Regions from separate parts of the Zea mays genome. Here region 1 is linked to region 2. The links are chromatin contacts, called in public Hi-C maps. All regions are on one chromosome and are shown on one strand. Each heading gives the region's core, a stretch centred on a gene start, on an enhancer-like site or on the middle of the called end of the contact. The rest is flanking DNA. Distances are from core to core; before and after follow the strand shown. Region 1 has its middle 50 kb from the start of LOC103630482. Region 2 holds the start of LOC100384690.

What was found. Hi-C and Micro-C count contacts between places; a contact is called where the count stands out from the background.
Region 1: a contact with region 2 is called in a Hi-C map of leaf, with 7 times the contacts expected there. The contact joins the enhancer-like site here to the promoter of LOC100384690 in region 2. A contact is called at or near these places in 7 of 25 Hi-C or Micro-C datasets (bundle sheath, ear, endosperm and 3 more) and 1 of 3 datasets of contacts at active chromatin or transcription factors (seedling).

What each region holds. Positions count from the first base shown.
Region 1 is chr6:164,768,772-164,772,179 of Zm-B73-REFERENCE-NAM-5.0, reverse strand. No RefSeq gene overlaps it. Among protein-coding and RNA genes, the nearest start is that of LOC103630482, 50 kb to the left of the region's middle. Within about 2 kb of position 1,624, at least 18 of the 20 cell types and tissues checked have an H3K27ac peak or open chromatin away from gene starts, as enhancers often do. A contact at or near this core is called in bundle sheath, ear, leaf and 3 more, where this site is marked.
Region 2 is chr6:164,696,076-164,699,927 of Zm-B73-REFERENCE-NAM-5.0, reverse strand. LOC100384690 reads left to right here and starts at 1,800. Exons shown (of 9, transcript NM_001177167.2): 1 at 1,800-1,950; 2 at 3,798-3,852. The coding sequence starts at 1,840.

The DNA of each region.
Region 1 (3,408 bases), core at 375-2,874, 72 kb before region 2:
ACGCCAGCCCCTGCGCCAGGTCGCGGACCGTCCGGCCCCTGGCCGCGAACCATCCGCGTCTGACCAGAGAGCACCGCCACTGGTTCTTGTTGAGTGTTTGGTGCTCCAAAAAAGGCGTCAACAATAAGGCTACACCGTATGAAACAAAGTGCTAAGAAAAATATGACGTGTCTTAATTGGAATAGTAGACCAAATACGAACTATGGTACGCTTAGACAGTTGGTCATGCAAAATATTGTTGTGTATTTTAGATAATATTGTTTACAGGGTGTAGTTTAAAATAAAAGAGATTGAGATATACGAGAGCCATTAGAGATGGCGCTAAGAGCCTCAAACCAAATAGTCTAAAGGTGTCGTTTGCTTCACATATTTGTAACCGATAACGTTAAAACATGTTAGTTGAAGTTTGATCGTAATCAGATACCATACTAGAAATTGATATCAGTGTATTCAAAATTATTAACCAAAGAACACCTAAACGATCGCGCGTTCCTAACTCCCAAGCCACGTCATGCACGCATCATCTCAGACGGCGAAGATCGAAGATTCTGTACCAGTAGCAGAGCCTGAAGGCTGAGCATGCATTTCCCCTTCGTCTCCAACATCCATGTCGGCCCGAGACCCTGCCTGTGGGGCGAGCGAGGCGAGGGCCTAGGCGCGCCTAGCGTCCGCGTGAAGTTGCCTGCTCGTATCGTGCCTCGCACGCTAGTGCCCCAACTGCCGCGCGCGCTTTTCCTGAACCCCGCTCGTCGTCGTCGTCCGTGCCCAGGACCAGGAGTGAACGCGGCGTGGCTACTTTGCCGGCGAAGTACGTAGTACGAGCTGAGTTCGTCGGTGCCATGCATACTCATTGCGCCCGGGACCGCGCGCGGGGGAATTGAAATCATCATCCCCTGGGGCGAAAGGTATGTGCACCGGCCGGCCCATGGCGCGCTCCTAGTGCGGCGGTGCCGCCCGCCTGCCGGCACAGGCTCGATGACGTAGGCTTCCCGGTCGAATCGCCGAGCTGAGCCTCGTTGGCTCGTCACGTACGGGTAGGTGGAGGGATTCGTCGATCCAGCCCATAATCGGTGAAGGTGCTCGAGGATGCGGCCCGCGCAGGCTGCTGAGCTGCCTAGACTTGGGCCTGGTCTGTCGTTTGGAGGATCCGCTGGAGCGACAGATAGCCGATAGGCTACTGGCCCATAGTCGTGACCTGCCCAACAGGCCCAGTGCACACTCGCGCCCTCTCTCGCTTCCTCTGACCTACCACCTCTTTTCTTTTTTGATTGGCTAGGTTGGCCTTTTATTCTATTTTATGTGCGTATAATTGTACACGCTGAACAATTCTGGGCACAAATGTTGTTGTTTTTTTACAGCACGCACAAATATTGGTTACTCTTGTTTCAGAGAGCTACCTCTAGTGTATCTCTGCACAACATCTACGCAATTTAAGTATTTTTTTTGCCTTTGATCTAACTATATGATTTCGATATAAATATATCACATGAGTGCAGATGCTTTTATTATTGTTTGGCTGGGACACAGAACAAAAGTACAGACGAGTGAGTCAGCACTCGGCAGTGCCCAGCGGCGGATTCCTTGAGTGAGTCATCCATGACATCAGCTGATCAAACGTTTCTGCCACTACCACCGGGTAGGGATAGCTAGGCTGGCAGGCTGCACGTGTGGTATGGTATCTATCGTTGCTGCCACTATCCATCGGCTTCGTCACATGATTATCACATGTAGATTTCTATTTCAGAAAAAGAACTACCGTAGATTTTGCTTTCCATCAAATACCATGGTCTATGCGCTATGGTATCATATGTTGTATATGGCTGTATAAAACATTGTTTGTGATTACATTGTTTATATGACACTACAGACGGCATCGACTTACCGTAAAAAATAAGCAGACATTTTTTATGGCTAAGGGGTAGGGATGGCAATGGATGTGATTTATCCGCGTACCCGCGTATAAAAAAACCGTTTGGTTCGGTTTTGGGTACGAGCCTGTACCCGTGGATACAGATACGGGTAGCATTTGATATCCGTGGATATTTTTAAAACGGGTACGAAAAATCAGTATCCATACCCGAATGCCCGAATATCCGTTAAAGTAACCTGACATGTTGGGTCAACCTTTCTTCATTTTTCCAATATGTTATATTTGAAGTATATAGATACTAATGTGCATGCAACTTTATTTTAGGTGCTAGTGATGGAAGATTCAATAGTTTTTGGTCTTGCCTTGAAGATAATGAAGAAGACATGAAAGAAGAATCTTGTGTGTTGGCTGCTAATTCTGAATAACCAGCTGGTCTTTGGTGTTGATTCTTGTGGCTTGTGTGTTTGTAATTTTATCAATTTGAACAATTTAGATTTGATTTTGCTAGACAATTTTATATTGCTCGCTGTATGCCTTAATACATGTATCAGATTTGATTTGTTGGACAAATTCTATATGGTTGTATGTTTTTATCATATTTAAATTTGCTGGACAAATATGTTATCATATTTGAATTTGCTGGATTTAAATATGTTGTATGTGTAGTGGGCAAACGGATATATCCGTAGATATCTGTTACCCGCGGGTAACGGATATGAATACTGTTTTTTTTATTCGTAGCGGATAACGGATACGAGTTTGGATATGAGATATAAGTCGCGGATATGGATGTCTAGAGACACTATCCGCGGATAGTTTACCCATTACCATCCCTACAAAGGGGCGGCCGCTCCCGTTGTGTGAAATGAGAGATAAGATAAGTAAAACTGTTGGAGGTAGCCTAATAAGATGTCAGTTCCAAACCTAATTCTAGGTGTTTAATTTAAAAAGCTATGCTATATTAGGTGAGCGAGGTGCTACATATCATAAACTTCGGCTTTGTTTCTTAATCTGCAGTAATGATTACTTCATTCACAAATGATAATTATATCCTTTGATGATAGCAAAACCACACAAAGTTTTTGATCTCTCTGTTTTTTTCAACATGTTATCGATTGCTAAATGTTTGGCACCAAAATGAGCACGCGGACGGTCCGGCCTTGAGGCCGGACAGTCCGCGGTCCGGACAGTTCGCGCCTGTGGGCCGGACGGTCCGCGCGTGCGCAGAGCAAATTAGGGTTCCGAGTTTTGTGCTATGTTTGTTAGTTAGATTCGCGGGATTAGCTCGGAATCCAGTTGTTTAAAGGGTCCAGCCCCCTCCTCTATAAATAGAGAGGTATACGGCCGATTTGTAATAATCAATCGAATTAATACAACTTCTATTCGCATTTATTTCCAGTACAATTAGGAGTAGTTCTAGTTTAGTTCTAGTTTAGCTTCTTGATCCCCAAATTCTTCGCCTCTCTTCGCCTCTACGCCGATTAGAGGAGTCTAGGTCGGCCGGCCCGAGCCTAGACAACTCCTAGGATCTCTCCTCC
Region 2 (3,852 bases), core at 551-3,050:
GGGGAATTTTAACCACAATTTTAAATTTACTCCCATAGGGAGTCAAAAACTTAGGACCTTAGGAGTGCTACTTGGACCAACTAACTAACTCAGCTAGAGGCCCTTTAGAAAAATATAGACCTTTCAGGTCAAGAAAAATCCTAAACCGTTGCCCCCATACAGAGCGACTAGCCCATGTGGGAACTACCACAATGGGAATCTGACCTTAGACATGTGCTTTGGCGTGAGATAGTCGAGGGGATTTTTTTAAACTTAGCCTAAAATTTGCTCCCATTGGAAGTTGAACTCAGGACCTAAGCAACGATACTCAGACCACCTAACTAACTCATATATAGGCCCTTTCGCAAAAGAGAAATTAGATTGCCTAATTCACCCTACTCTTAGGTGTCAAGTGTTTCTTCAATTGGTATCAAGGACAATGACTCAATTTGGAACTTTTGGCTTAACCAATTGTCACTTTAATCATTCACCCATGGACGCTTACCATGGATCATTGTACATTATTTCGTTCTCCTTGGTTCATGGTTCCGGCGATATCCTTAGGTGGAGATAACTTACCTTACAACTTGATATATCCCCATATCGTTGCATGGCTCCAAAGCTTTAGGTGGAGCACCTCTGCTCCAGAATTTAGATTTCTTTCTTATAACCAGTGACAGTGGCGGTCCTTCAAACTCCATGTTTAGGTTGCTTTTTAAGGATTATAGCATAGCAAAAGCGACACTCTAGAGATTTGTACAGCTCTCAAAACTCCATAGAATGTGCACTCCAGAGTTTTGATCTAGAACCATGGCAAACACCCCCCTCATACACCTTTACTCACTCTCTTAGTGGTTAAAAGACTAAAGTTTAGGTTTCCATTAGTCATTCTGTTTAATAGTTTAGAAATTAGAGATACTAAAATTTAATTTCTAAAGCTTAGGAGGTGAGAATCAAGACCTTAGAGCCACTCCTAGAAACTAGCCATATCGTTTTGTGAAGATAAATTTGGCTATTATTTAAATAAAAACTTGTTCAATAGACTATGCAAATGACTTTTTAAATTTAATAGCTCTCTATTCCTTTACCTCCTCTCTGTTTTTGGACAGACGGCTTCACTCGCTATTCGTTTTGTTGGTTTTACAGAGTTTGTTGGAAATTAACCTACTCTTTTGTAAAATCTATTTTAGAAAATAACTAAATTAGTATATTTGGCTAACATTTTTGGCTAACCTCTTGAAGTTAGCTTTTACAATTGATGGGCGTGTTCGGCTGGCTACAAGCCGACACTGTTGCAGCTGTTTGGACTGCTGCAGCTGCAATCCATAGAGAGAAAAATACTGTAGAAGCCGCAGCCGCAGCCGGATTGCAGCCGCAGCAAGCCACAGCGAACAAGCTGGATATTTCAACGGTACCGCACTTACGTTATCTCTGATCTTCTATCTTATCCCATATTTCAAAATCTACTTTACAATATAAAACAATATTTTCTACGGTCGTATACACAATTCCAACAGTACCGGGCGTACGCCGTCCGATACGTTTCGTCCTCCTATGTCCCACCTGGCAGTCTCGCAGCGCAAACCATCTCACCAACTAGCCATCTATTTATAGGCGTCGCCATGGCCCTCCTCCAACATCAACCAGCGACTCACACACCCGCCCGCCGCTTCTGTAGCCGCCGCCGCCACCCCCCCCCCCCCCCCCCCCCCCCCCCCCCCCCCAACCAACCAACCGCGCAGGGAGAAAACCACAGCGCAGCACATGCAGCGCCTCGCCTCCTCCCGGAGGCTCCTCCAGGCCGCGCTCGCCGCGGCCGCCGTCGCCGCGCCCGCGCCAGCGAATGGCGCCTTCCCCAAGATGCCGGCCTTCGACTACACGCCGCCGCCGTACAACGGGCCGCGCGCCGAGATCTTCCGGAAGCGCGCTCAGTTCCTCAGCCCATCCCTCTTTCATTTCTACGATCGCCCAGTACGTGTGCCGCTCCCCCATCGCCACTCCAGTCTTCAGTTCTGTGGGAAGGACTATACTGCTACGACCAAAAAGAAAAACAAAAAAAACTGTAAATTACCTTCGGATTTCAATATTTTTTCGGTAAAAACTGCACCAATTGTCGCCCTGGTGATCAGTTAAAATACGAAGAATCGAACTACTAGCATTTTTCGTAACTAAAACATTTTTTGTTTACTGTTTTGAGAAATGCGGTCTTCTTGGTAGTCCTTTGGCACAGAGCAGCAGTGATCTTTGTCGTTTTCCGAGAGGTTTGATAGGATTGCTGATACTGCATGTGCTCTGTTCTTATCTGAAGTAAAATGAGATCTGAGATAAATATACAAAAGTATGCAACCAAGATCTGTGTCAGAACCCAATAAAATGTCAGCACTCAACAGCCGCAAATTCTGTATTGCAGGCAGTATGACTCGAACAGGAGTCTTAAGTGAATCAATAAAAGAAACTTGTAATACCAGTACCACAAGCTGTCGAGTGTCGACAGCAGGAGTATTGTTTTTTTTTCAGTGAATAGTAGATCCTTTTGCCAAATGAACATGCCGGATGGGTTGACAAATGAATAAGTGACAGGCTTTTCCTGGGTTGTTGCAAATTGCAATGACGTGGCTGCCCAGTTTTGCCTGCAAACTTGTAGAAAATCTAGGTTGTACCGATTAATTTCCACTTTTTTACTAATGGTCAGATGCCTGATTTCTATCTTCTCTTCAAAAGATACTGTATCCATCTTTTTGCTTATTTTTTTCCTGTATTAAGATGCTCAGCTTTACATGCTCATGAACTAACAGTGAAGGTTGTTGTCTGAAAACATACTATATTTCAGGTGGGCACCTGAAATATAACAACTCTCTAATTTCCGCAACTATTTTTTTGTGCCCTCTTAGATCTCAAATATATGTAGCTGCGCCACTTTTTCTTTGTTTGTCAGAATATACATGGTTACTGACAACACAACATTTAATTTTTTTTACGCATTGCCAAAGTACATAAACAAGGTCAAGATTGGATTTCTGGAGACAGTACTTACCGTGTACCTAACTTACTGACTCCCGTCCCATTAAAAAATAATGTTGAAGCATATATACTTATATAATTTGATAGAAGTTGGCACAAAGGAAGAGGAAAAAAACGCTAGCATTTTGAGATTCATTTGCATCTCTGAAATGAAGCAAACAGCAAAGTAACCAGTGCATGTTATCATTCTGTAATTACTTAATATATGAGATCGTCTGAGTGCCTCCTGTAGTATATGGTGAACCCCGATCAAGTAGTATTAGTTTTCCAACCAAGCAACACAAGCTTTAGTTTTCCAACCAAGCAACACAAGCTAAGAGCATCTCCAAGAAAACAAGCAAAGGCTTCCATAAACCATTTTTATAGAAGAAACGCTGATTTCCATACTCCAACAGAATCCCCTTCCTTGCTCGTATTTTTTCGCGACCCACATGCGCGACAAAAAAGTTCCCCCAATCGACTGCGTACGTGCGCACGCTAGCTGGTGGCGTGGCGGACGTGTCCTGCTGGTGTGAGAGAACACAGGGCAGTGGCATGCAAATTTAAAAAAACCAACGACATGCATGTGGGCTAGCTACATGCATTAAAAGTTGGTCCAGTTTCGTTTTAGTTTTTATTTTGGGGAAACTGCTGGAGTAAACATTTTATTCCACCCGTAATCAGTTTTAGTATGCCCTCCATAATCAGTTTTTGGGGAATTTTTTTGCATATTCTTTTGGAGTTGCTCTAAAGTCATCGTCAGTGCCACAGCAATATTGCATTCAGCTGATCATTTATTAATGTGATATTTGTTGCAGTTGGACATAGTCGAAGGAAAGATGCAGTACCTATTTGATGAGGATGGCCGTCGTT